2 separate regions of the Anas platyrhynchos genome follow, and region 2 is linked to region 1. The links are chromatin contacts, called in public Hi-C maps. All regions are on one chromosome and are shown on one strand. The core of a region is the stretch at or near the end of the contact, and the rest is flanking DNA. Distances in the headings are between cores, read along the strand shown. Region 1 overlaps CXXC4 (CXXC finger protein 4). Region 2 overlaps CXXC4 (CXXC finger protein 4).

Evidence for each region. A called contact is a pair of places that touch in the nucleus more often than the background predicts.
Region 2: a Hi-C map of liver shows a contact between it and region 1, with 1.7 times the contacts expected there. The contact joins two enhancer-like sites.

The regions. Positions count from the first base shown.
Region 1 is chr4:9,381,514-9,386,018 of IASCAAS_PekinDuck_T2T, reverse strand. The region is part of intron 6 of CXXC4 (CXXC finger protein 4); the gene reads right to left. Among named protein-coding and RNA genes, the nearest start is that of CXXC4, 89 kb to the right of the region's middle. Within about 2 kb of position 2,043, at least 1 of the 8 cell types and tissues checked has an H3K27ac peak or open chromatin away from gene starts, as enhancers often do.
Region 2 is chr4:9,455,719-9,460,223 of IASCAAS_PekinDuck_T2T, reverse strand. CXXC4 (CXXC finger protein 4) reads right to left here. Exons shown (of 8, transcript XR_011808829.1): 7 at 2,248-4,505; 8 at 1-1,320. The region is part of intron 5 of LOC106020089 (a long non-coding RNA gene); the gene reads left to right. Among named protein-coding and RNA genes, the nearest start is that of TACR3, 97 kb to the left of the region's middle. Within about 2 kb of position 1,968, at least 2 of the 8 cell types and tissues checked have an H3K27ac peak or open chromatin away from gene starts, as enhancers often do.

The DNA.
Region 1 (4,505 bases), core at 794-3,293:
AAAGAACGAGCAAACGCACCTCTCATTTACATGCAGCACATGCCAGAGTTTATTTTATATATTAACTTTTTTTTCGCTTTATATATGAGATTATATTCGAGGAACGGGTAAACAATTTCACTTTTCTGATCTAGAAAAAAAAAAGTACACCACCATTGGGGAAAACAGATGGCAAACACAGATCAGAAGCCATAAGGAATCCAGCCTAATCCTGCCGAAGGAAAACATCTTTGTCCCAGGCAGTGTTAGCGGCGGCACCAATGCCAGGACTGGCCACACCAGCAAAACCTCTCACACGCTCTGCAATCCGCCCCAAAATCCCCACGGGGACAGGCTGGGGCTCATGCACGCTGTAATGCAGCATTACTCCAGAGCCAGGGCTGATGCTAAGCAGGTCAGAAGAGCTGTCACTCAGTGAGCTCGTCCTGACGGCGGGGATTAGCATCAAATAGCCCGACATGTTAGCATAAAGCAGAAAGCTCTCTTACTGAGGGAAGTTTTGTAGAGAAATTCTTGGACAGCGGTTTGTTACCATCATGCAACACAAAACCCAAGGCACCACAATGCAAAAGAACACTACAAATTAAACATCCAGACCACTGCTCAGCTCCTGCTTTCACCTAGGACCTGGCTGGTGACTTCTGCAGGCTCTCCTCGGGCAGAGACAATCAGCCAGAAAAGCACCACACACGCTGTCAACCACCTTCTCCCTGATCAAATCCCCACAAAGACCATCCATCAGCCCCTACCACGGATCCACCCTGCACACGCAGTCTCGCAAGCCAGAATTATCCTTGTTAACATTCCCTCCATTAATGAGCAATCCCCACTGGTCCCTCACCCAGTGGTAGGAGCCTTTGCACGCACAGTCTGACAACTCTATCATCCGCGAAACGGCTGCTGCGGGCTATGGCAATCTCATACGGACTGGTCTCCAAACAGAGGGGAGGCATGTTTCTCGGCGCCAAACCTACGCTTAAATCTCTTTCCCCTAGAGCTGCTCTGCCTTCGGCATCTTTTTTCTCCTGCACAGAGCCTAGCGCTGGCTACGATGCCTCATTGGTTAGCTAACTGCTTCTGTCCTTCGGGATTTCTCATACGCTGTTGATAAAAGAGCCAGTGAAAAATATATCCATTAAATGCTTGGCCTCTGCTTGCTTGTTTCTCTGCAAATCCTTAAGAAAAAAAAAAAAAAAAAGGAAAGAAGGAAAAAAAAAGAAGAAAAAATGTACTCAAAGGCTGCATTCAGTAAGCTACCTGGGCTGGGAGGTATTTCCAGCCAACGCCTGAGACTTGCTGCAGGTCCTGGTTCCCTTCTTGCAGCCCGTGAGCACCATGGGCTGTCTGTCCGGACCGAAGGAGAGCAGCAGCAAGACAAACTCCTGTGCAGCGTGTCACCACAGCTCCCAACCGGAGGGAAGAGCTTTATGAGGCTGTGTGTGGCTCTGAGTCCCACTCATTCCCTGGTACGTCTTCTGAAATTTTCAAGGATGACAATTAAGACTCATCTCGGTGATTATTTTCACGACACCGTCAACTCTGCTGGACTTTGACCTGCAATTTATTTTACATCTGCTTTCAAGCAAACAGCCAATGGTGATCGCCGCCTCCTGGGACGGAGACGCTGGTGATTTAGAGAGAACAGCTTTTATGTCATTACCAAGCTCGTGCCACCAAGTCCTCTCCCACCCACTCCCTGGCGGCCAGCTACTCAGACCCATGACCCTTCCAAATATATTTTCTCCTCTTTTGCTTGCTCTGTAGCCAAACGGCCTCTGTTTGCTGGATAGCACTCATTTTGGAGTCCGCACACATAACAAAATCTGCTCCCTGACGCTCCTTCTCCACTTCTGATCCCTTCAATAGCACTGCGATAATCACGCTTTGCCCTCCCTTTATCTTCTGCGCTCTTCAGCTCCCTCCCACACACAATGTCTGCGGCCCCACCGGCAGCCAGGGCGTGCAGAGGGATGGATGTTACTCAAAAACATGAGGGGTATTTCTCTTGTGTTGATGGAGCAAATTCCTTGTGTTGACGTAGTGCAGACTGGCACACTGCTGGCGCACTCCGGCTTCCCTTGGACATGCAGTACGTGACACCTAAGAAGCCTCTAAGCCCGAGACGTCCTCATGCAACAAATCATCATTTTCAGCCCTTCACTGCTAGCGTTGCCTCCCTCTTTCACATTTGTCAGCTTGTCTGTACGTTTGCCTTCCTCGCTTCCTCGTCTCTGGAACAACTTGTTCGGATCACACAACTCCTCCCACCCCACATGCTCACCCGGCACCCAGATTCTCTCCATAAATTCTACTCGATTTAGAAAAAAAAATAATGAAAATGAATGAAAGAAACTTCCGTATCAATGAGAGCATGCGGAAAGCCCTGCTCACCCTCTTTAGGATCCCCTTCTGCTCTGCAAAGCCTTAGCCTTCCCTCGGAGAAGTTGTGGGAAGACAACTACCAGTGGGCTCTTCAGCTGCCGCGCCGGCACGATGAACGGCAAACCCGCTCGCTGCAGCAGCTGTAGTCTGCTTTCTTTGCACCACAGGAGGTCTCACCACCATTTCCAGCACCACCGCGTTGCAGCAGACCACCTCTGGTGCTCTGTCCACCCGCCCTACGGTGCCTGAGCAGCTCCAGCTGAGGAGCAGCACCCTCTTGTTGAGGCTTTGCTCATCCTCTCCAGCCCTGAGCTGCTCTTGGTTCCACCTCTGCTTGAGCACTCCGCGGCTGCTCTTTCCTCCTCACCTACTGTGTTCAGTGATCTCCATCCTGAACTCTGTAGGACTTCCCATAATTTTCCGGTGTTTATTAAGATCTTCCTTCTACCTCAATTTTTAATGCTGCTTCTGCACTTTCTAAACCACTGAATAACCCATTATTAGCTCCTAGTCAAATGAAGCCTGACACCAGCTAATAATGATCCTGTACAGAAATACAGCGGAGACCACAGCCAAGACAGCCTGGAAGTGAAAGGAACACTGTCCTGAGACAGGAGAGGAGCTACCTTTTAAAATGGCCATCTCTTGTGAGACTGAAATGAGGAAAGACACTATGCAGAGCAGAGGAAAGAATAAAGCTCTATGGTGGCTAGGGAACAGGCATTTGATGAGTTTGCTGCCCGCTCAGAACGCAGTATCCAGCACGACCCAGGCTGCTTTTATTCCTTTCAAGTTCTCGTATTTCACTCGGCAGTGTGGTATCTGGTTAAGTACAACGAGACTCTGGAAAACTGCAAAAAAATTCAATAGGCTTAACGCATACCTGGCTATGGATTTTTATGGTCTTAATTAAGAGGATGCCTAGGAGTTCCAGGGAGGAGAAAATATTTCCCATAATGTCTGAGAGTAGAAGTTAACAAGCCTGCTGGGATCTTTTTAGCCCCTGCAGAGCTAAGGCTTCAATATTATTAAATGGCTGTCGCATCTGAAGTATGGTGCAACATAACTCAACAAAGAACAGCACGCACGGGATGCTGAAATGGGGGATGACTCCAGATTACGCCACAGCGTAATTCAATTTCAGGACAGGTGTCTGCATGTGATTGCACATGATATGGCTGTGGAAAACAACAAGGGTACCCAAAAGAAGAGAAAAGAGACGCAGCAGGCTGGGCTCCCAAATAGCAAAGAGCATCAAGCCAAACAGCCTGCTTCAAGATGTGGTTCAGTATGATCATTCAGGGCAGATGAGCTTTCAACAAATACAGACACTACAGAAGCAAAGAAATGCTTTCTTCGGATGGTGGTGCACCTCAGGAAGCAAGGTATCTGCTGGCAGTTTTTAAGCACATAGTAGGTGACTTGGGAATTGTTAGCAACAGAGGCCAAGTCCCAGGGACTTCCTTACAGGGACACGAGTTACTTTCTCATTCCTCCTAACTCACTTGGGTACATCCGAAAGCTTATCCTAAGCCTTTCCCTGCACAATCAGCAGCTGCTTCCCCTCGCAAACAGTGATCAAAAGGATTAGGCAGTATTTGGTGAGGCTTCAGGGTGTACACTCTAGGTTTGCCTGCTTAGAAATATCTTATTCGCCAGCCAAACTCTTAAAACACATGCATGGGTAGAGCTGGAAAACTAGCAGCTGATACAAATTTTTAGGCTATTTGGAAAGCTCTTGTTCTCAGCCATTGCTAGGCATCAAGCGCATGACACAGAGTACTGAAATTAGTATCTCTATTTTATTGAACTGCCTGGAGTTCAAATGAAACAAAAATGTAGTACCAAGATGTTGCTATTCAAAAGGGATCATTTTCTGACATCCTAATTCATTCCCCAGCCAAGCTCAGTCTTCCCTGACTTCAGTAATGGTGTTAGGTGTCAACCTAGCAAGCAGACCTGCATGGAAAGTGGCCCAACAAAGCAGTAACGTCAACACACACACACAGCCAAACAAAAATTGGGACTGTTGTGTTGAACTGCCGCTATATGGTTACCCACCCTGAATGAGCAGTACCCAACACCGTGTTCAAGTATCCACTGGCTTAAATGTCTCCTCGCTT
Region 2 (4,505 bases), core at 719-3,218, 74 kb before region 1:
AATTGCTGCCTTTGCAAGCAGGAGAGAATGCCTGGCTCTTGGAGAGGGCTGTACCCACATGCTTCAGGTCCTTCGCCATGCTTTGCTTGGCCCTGCAGCATCCCAGGCTGCAAACCCTGCTCAGTTGGCGTCCAGCACAAACTCAGCAGAGCCCAGAGGCACAACTGGGCCTCCACCCAGCACTAGCACCTGATGCTTCGGTACAGCAAGGAACCAGTGGCACATTTTGTAGGATCACTTGCATAAACGGAAGAGATCTGTAGAGTTGTCCCTGTGTGTGGCAGGGCATTCCTCCTGATATCCATCTCCGAGCTGGCCGAGTTGTGTGGGTTGGGAAGGTAGCTCAGAGCTTCCCCTACCTGGAGTTTCCCAAGAGGTTTTCATTTACTTGCTTTTTAAAGACCAGGCAACACGTAACAGTCTAGTGAAGTTTTCTGTCATTTTTGAAAAACAGCCCATTAGGCTGAGCTCTGCCTCTCATGTCTCCAGCGCGAGCCTGGGATGCTGCAGAAGACTGCTGGCACTGTACTGGTAGGAGCAGACAACGAGAGTAAATTTGCATGGGTCACACGGCTCTGGATGTGCCTGTGTGTGGATGAAAAGAAAGGCCTGAGAAATGCCACGATAAAAATCCCCTTTGGGTTTTAGGGCTCCTGGACGTTAGCGTGCAGCCAGTGATGGGCAGGAGCCCACTCCTTGGCTTAGAGAGCTCAAAGCTCCAGCTCTTGTGGTGGAGGCAAGGTGCAAGGATCTGGCGTACTTGCAGTGGTTTCAATGAAGGGCAAAAGCAGGCACTCAAATGGACAGGGAAAATGGGCTGCAGATTTTCTTTCACTTTGGGTGGCTTGCACAGCTCCACAACCTGCTCCTGTTTCCTAAGGCTTAAAGGGAACCCATAAGACACACGGAGGTAGCACCGTTTTCCTCTTGCTCTTGAGAGTCAGAGAACAGAAATTATGACTCATGTTAACACCTTTGTGCATGCTGTTTTTCCCTCTTCTTCAGTGGGAAAAGTTGCAGCTTGCTCTCCCGATGTCACTGGAGTTGTTTACTGCCTTTTTTTTTTTCCCCTGTGCTTCCTACATTATTCAGGTTATACTAATCACCAGAGGGGAAGGAAACAACTCCAGAGCAGATTGAATTACTGTTTAATTGGGCATCCTGTGAAATAAACATTGTGACTTGGATAAGATTAAAATGTGAGTCACAAGTCTGGTGAGTTTTTGAGTGTTAGAGAACACAGCGAGGGAATCGGGCAAGAACAGCAGCTCAGAGCAGCGCTGGGCACGGTGACTTGTTTTCCCGAGGCTCAGATGAAAGCTGTGAAGGACAGAATTGAGCAAAATTGTCAGTTCTTTATTTAAGAAGAACTACGTTGTTAAACACATTTCCTTTTGTATTCATTTGCCTGTGCTGAATCCATCCGTGAACGCCCTTTGGAATTGCCCTACTGCCCAATGCAGCCAAGCTCTTAGATACTAAAGGACTTCACCAGCAGCACCAGCACCTCTCGCCATTTACATCTGATATGTTGTGGTAGTTCTGGTGAGTAGATTTGCTGCAAGAAACCAGTGGCAGGCACAGAAATGAAAACTCTGTTGTAGAATATCTGTTAAAATAAGCATAGTGAACGTGTAACGACAGCCTCACTTCATTTATCCGACCTGATGCTGCACTGAGGGACAAGGGCCTTTGCTCAGCCGCTTGGGCTCCCACTTCACAAGCTTGCCCAAGTTCACCTATCCCTGGAAACTGCTTTCTCCTGAGGCAAAGGAGAGGCTGGCTGAGGTGGAGGAGTGATGGAGGGAGCTGCCTGACAGGGCCTGCCCTGCCCTGCCCTGATGGAGGCCTTTGCCGCCTGCTGACCCCAGAGGTGGCCGCACAGCAGCCGCCAGGAATAAAAGCTTCCCTGTGACAATCCCCTGAGCTCCCTAGGCCTCAGGCTAGTTATTGTGGCTTGGAAATTGCAAAGGTTTGCTGTTTGCCACCAGGTGGCCTAGCTATTCCACCGTTCACGAGGAGCCAGGCCTCCATTAGGGAGCAGCAGCTGGAACTTTTTAAGCTTTGCGTATTTTTTTCTTCCCGAGCCGCCAGCTCCCCTTCTTCCCCCTTGTTCGGTTGATTAAGAGTGAGCAGGGCTGCTCTGATTTCTCAACCAAATCCTTTCCTCAAAGGAATTGAGGAAAAATTGGGCTTCCACCAGTCCAGCCCTGGCTTTAGAGACTAAGCCCAACCATCTCTGCTTACCACATAGTCCAAAGGTGCTCATGCCATAGTGACGCAGGTAACCGGGACCTCTCCTTGTGAGATTAATTCCTTTGTTCCTTGCCTCAGGTATGCCTCTGGAAGTTGGTTTTGTGACATCCCAGTTCTGCGCCGGTCACATAAGCAGGGTTGAGAGCTGCCTTACGCCCCTGAAGCAGAGCAGAGTGGATTTGGTGGGTCAGAGTGTGTGACCCAGCAAATGGGGGTTGGTTTTTACAACCATAGGCAGCTTGGGACACGAGCAATCCCCCTGCTCAGTAGGTTTGGGGAAGCCCTTTGGGACCCGTCTGAGCTAACAGCTCCTTGGGGTTAACAAGGAGCTGGTGTTATAGATCTCTCCGTGCGGTCATGGACCCGTCTTGGACTGAAAGGAGCTCAACTCGATCTAAAAAGGGGAAGGATGATAGTCTCAGATGTTTGTCTCAAGTGTTTTTTGTTTGTTTGTTTGTGTTTGTTTGTTTGTTTTGGATGAGAGGGGTAAGGAAAGCTCTAGCTGGTGTCATAGCAGTGTGAAGTAAGAATAACTAGGCTGATGTCAAATGGTGTTAGACCAAAATGCAGGTATTCGGAGGCCACTGAATGGCTTCGTAGGAGAAGGAGTCACGATTTCAGGAGATGAGTTATTTCCTGTGCGGTGACACTGCTGGCTTAGTTTTCTATTTTCTACCATCTATATAATGCCGGAGAGCTTTTGGAAGGTACTTTCAGAACAATTCTCAGTAACTAAAGTGATTAACTAAGGTTGTTAATTTGGTTAAAACGTCCATGATTCATATGTTTACTGGTCTTTGTAATCATGCATTTCTGTTCCAATGTGAATGGGGACAAGGTATGATGATGAGAGGCATGAACATCACGTCAGAGCCCAGCAATAGAAGCAGCTCCCCGAGGTGAGTTGACATCAGCTCTTAAACTGGTGCCTGACAATCCTCAATCGATGGTATGCAGTTTCTGGATGCCCACGCTCATAATACAACTGCAGCACAAGCGATAACTTCATCGAGCAGATTTTCCTAAAGGATGTGGTGATTGAACTTTCAAAAATACCAGTCATTTGGAGGAAATTTCAGGAGTCTTTAAATTACTTTGGTAAATGGATTAGTTATAAATAATAAATACCTGGGAATCGGTAGAGGCTTTCAGTTGCATCACAAAAATGTCGTGAAGCAATACTGGATATTTCAGCTACTTTAACCTAGCCTTGGGCACAGAAGAGTCCAATTCTGATCATTTGCAGGATAAGCAATCAAATTCAGGGTAACGAGACCTTAGCTAAGGTGTTACTCTGGATTTACACCTCTGCAGATAGAATCAGATGCTATCTCCTAGTCTATGCATCCTCTGAGAATAAAATTAATTTTGAATTCTCGTATCATCTGCTTGCTTGTGCACTTATTTGCTAACTGTCTGACTGAGTGAGCTATTCTGGGTCAGTATGATTTAGGCATCCTTTATTACACAGTTTCCAATTCAGTACATTTTTTAATCAAGACTAAATTGAAGTCAGGTTCCAGGTACATATAAATATAATATATATTTAGTGAATACATTGAAAACCCCCAAGTCTAATTTTGAATGTAACTATAATAGCACGAAAAAATATGAAGGTTCTTTTATTTTATAGAGGAGTGTTAAAATATTGCCACTTCTTAAAGGCAAGTTAAGACCTATTTTCATATTTTCAAAATCACATTAGCTAAAAGCTTGTTAAGGAATAAATAGTCCAGAGGATAATTGAGACTTAGCTGGCTTAAGCATTAATGAATCAAAATCAGATGCCAGATCATTAATTAATTCTACAAATTATAATGTTGCCATTACTGGCAAATACTATACGAACTAATACCAAGAAGCAAATTAAACTGCATAGTTTTCCTTCTTACTCCGTATCTTTTGCCAAAAATAAAAACGCCGTGGTTATTTTTGGTCGATTATATACAGTGTCTGTATTTTTAAAACTTTAGGAGGATTCTTAATTTTTAAAAACATTTCAATTTATTTAACATGCTATTTCTAGAATGTGCCTATCATAGACTATAAGGACATTTCCATCAGCGCTGTAACCCACGGAAAGTGAAATGTAGCTAAAGTGACAGAAAAGTCAATTCAACACTTCCCAAGCCTCACAGAAATTCACACCCCTTCAAATCAGTCTCTTTGGCAAAAAGAGAATAATAGACGGGTCTTGCAGAGGGGTCTGAAGTGCAACCATCTCAGACTCTGTCAGGCCAATGCGGAGA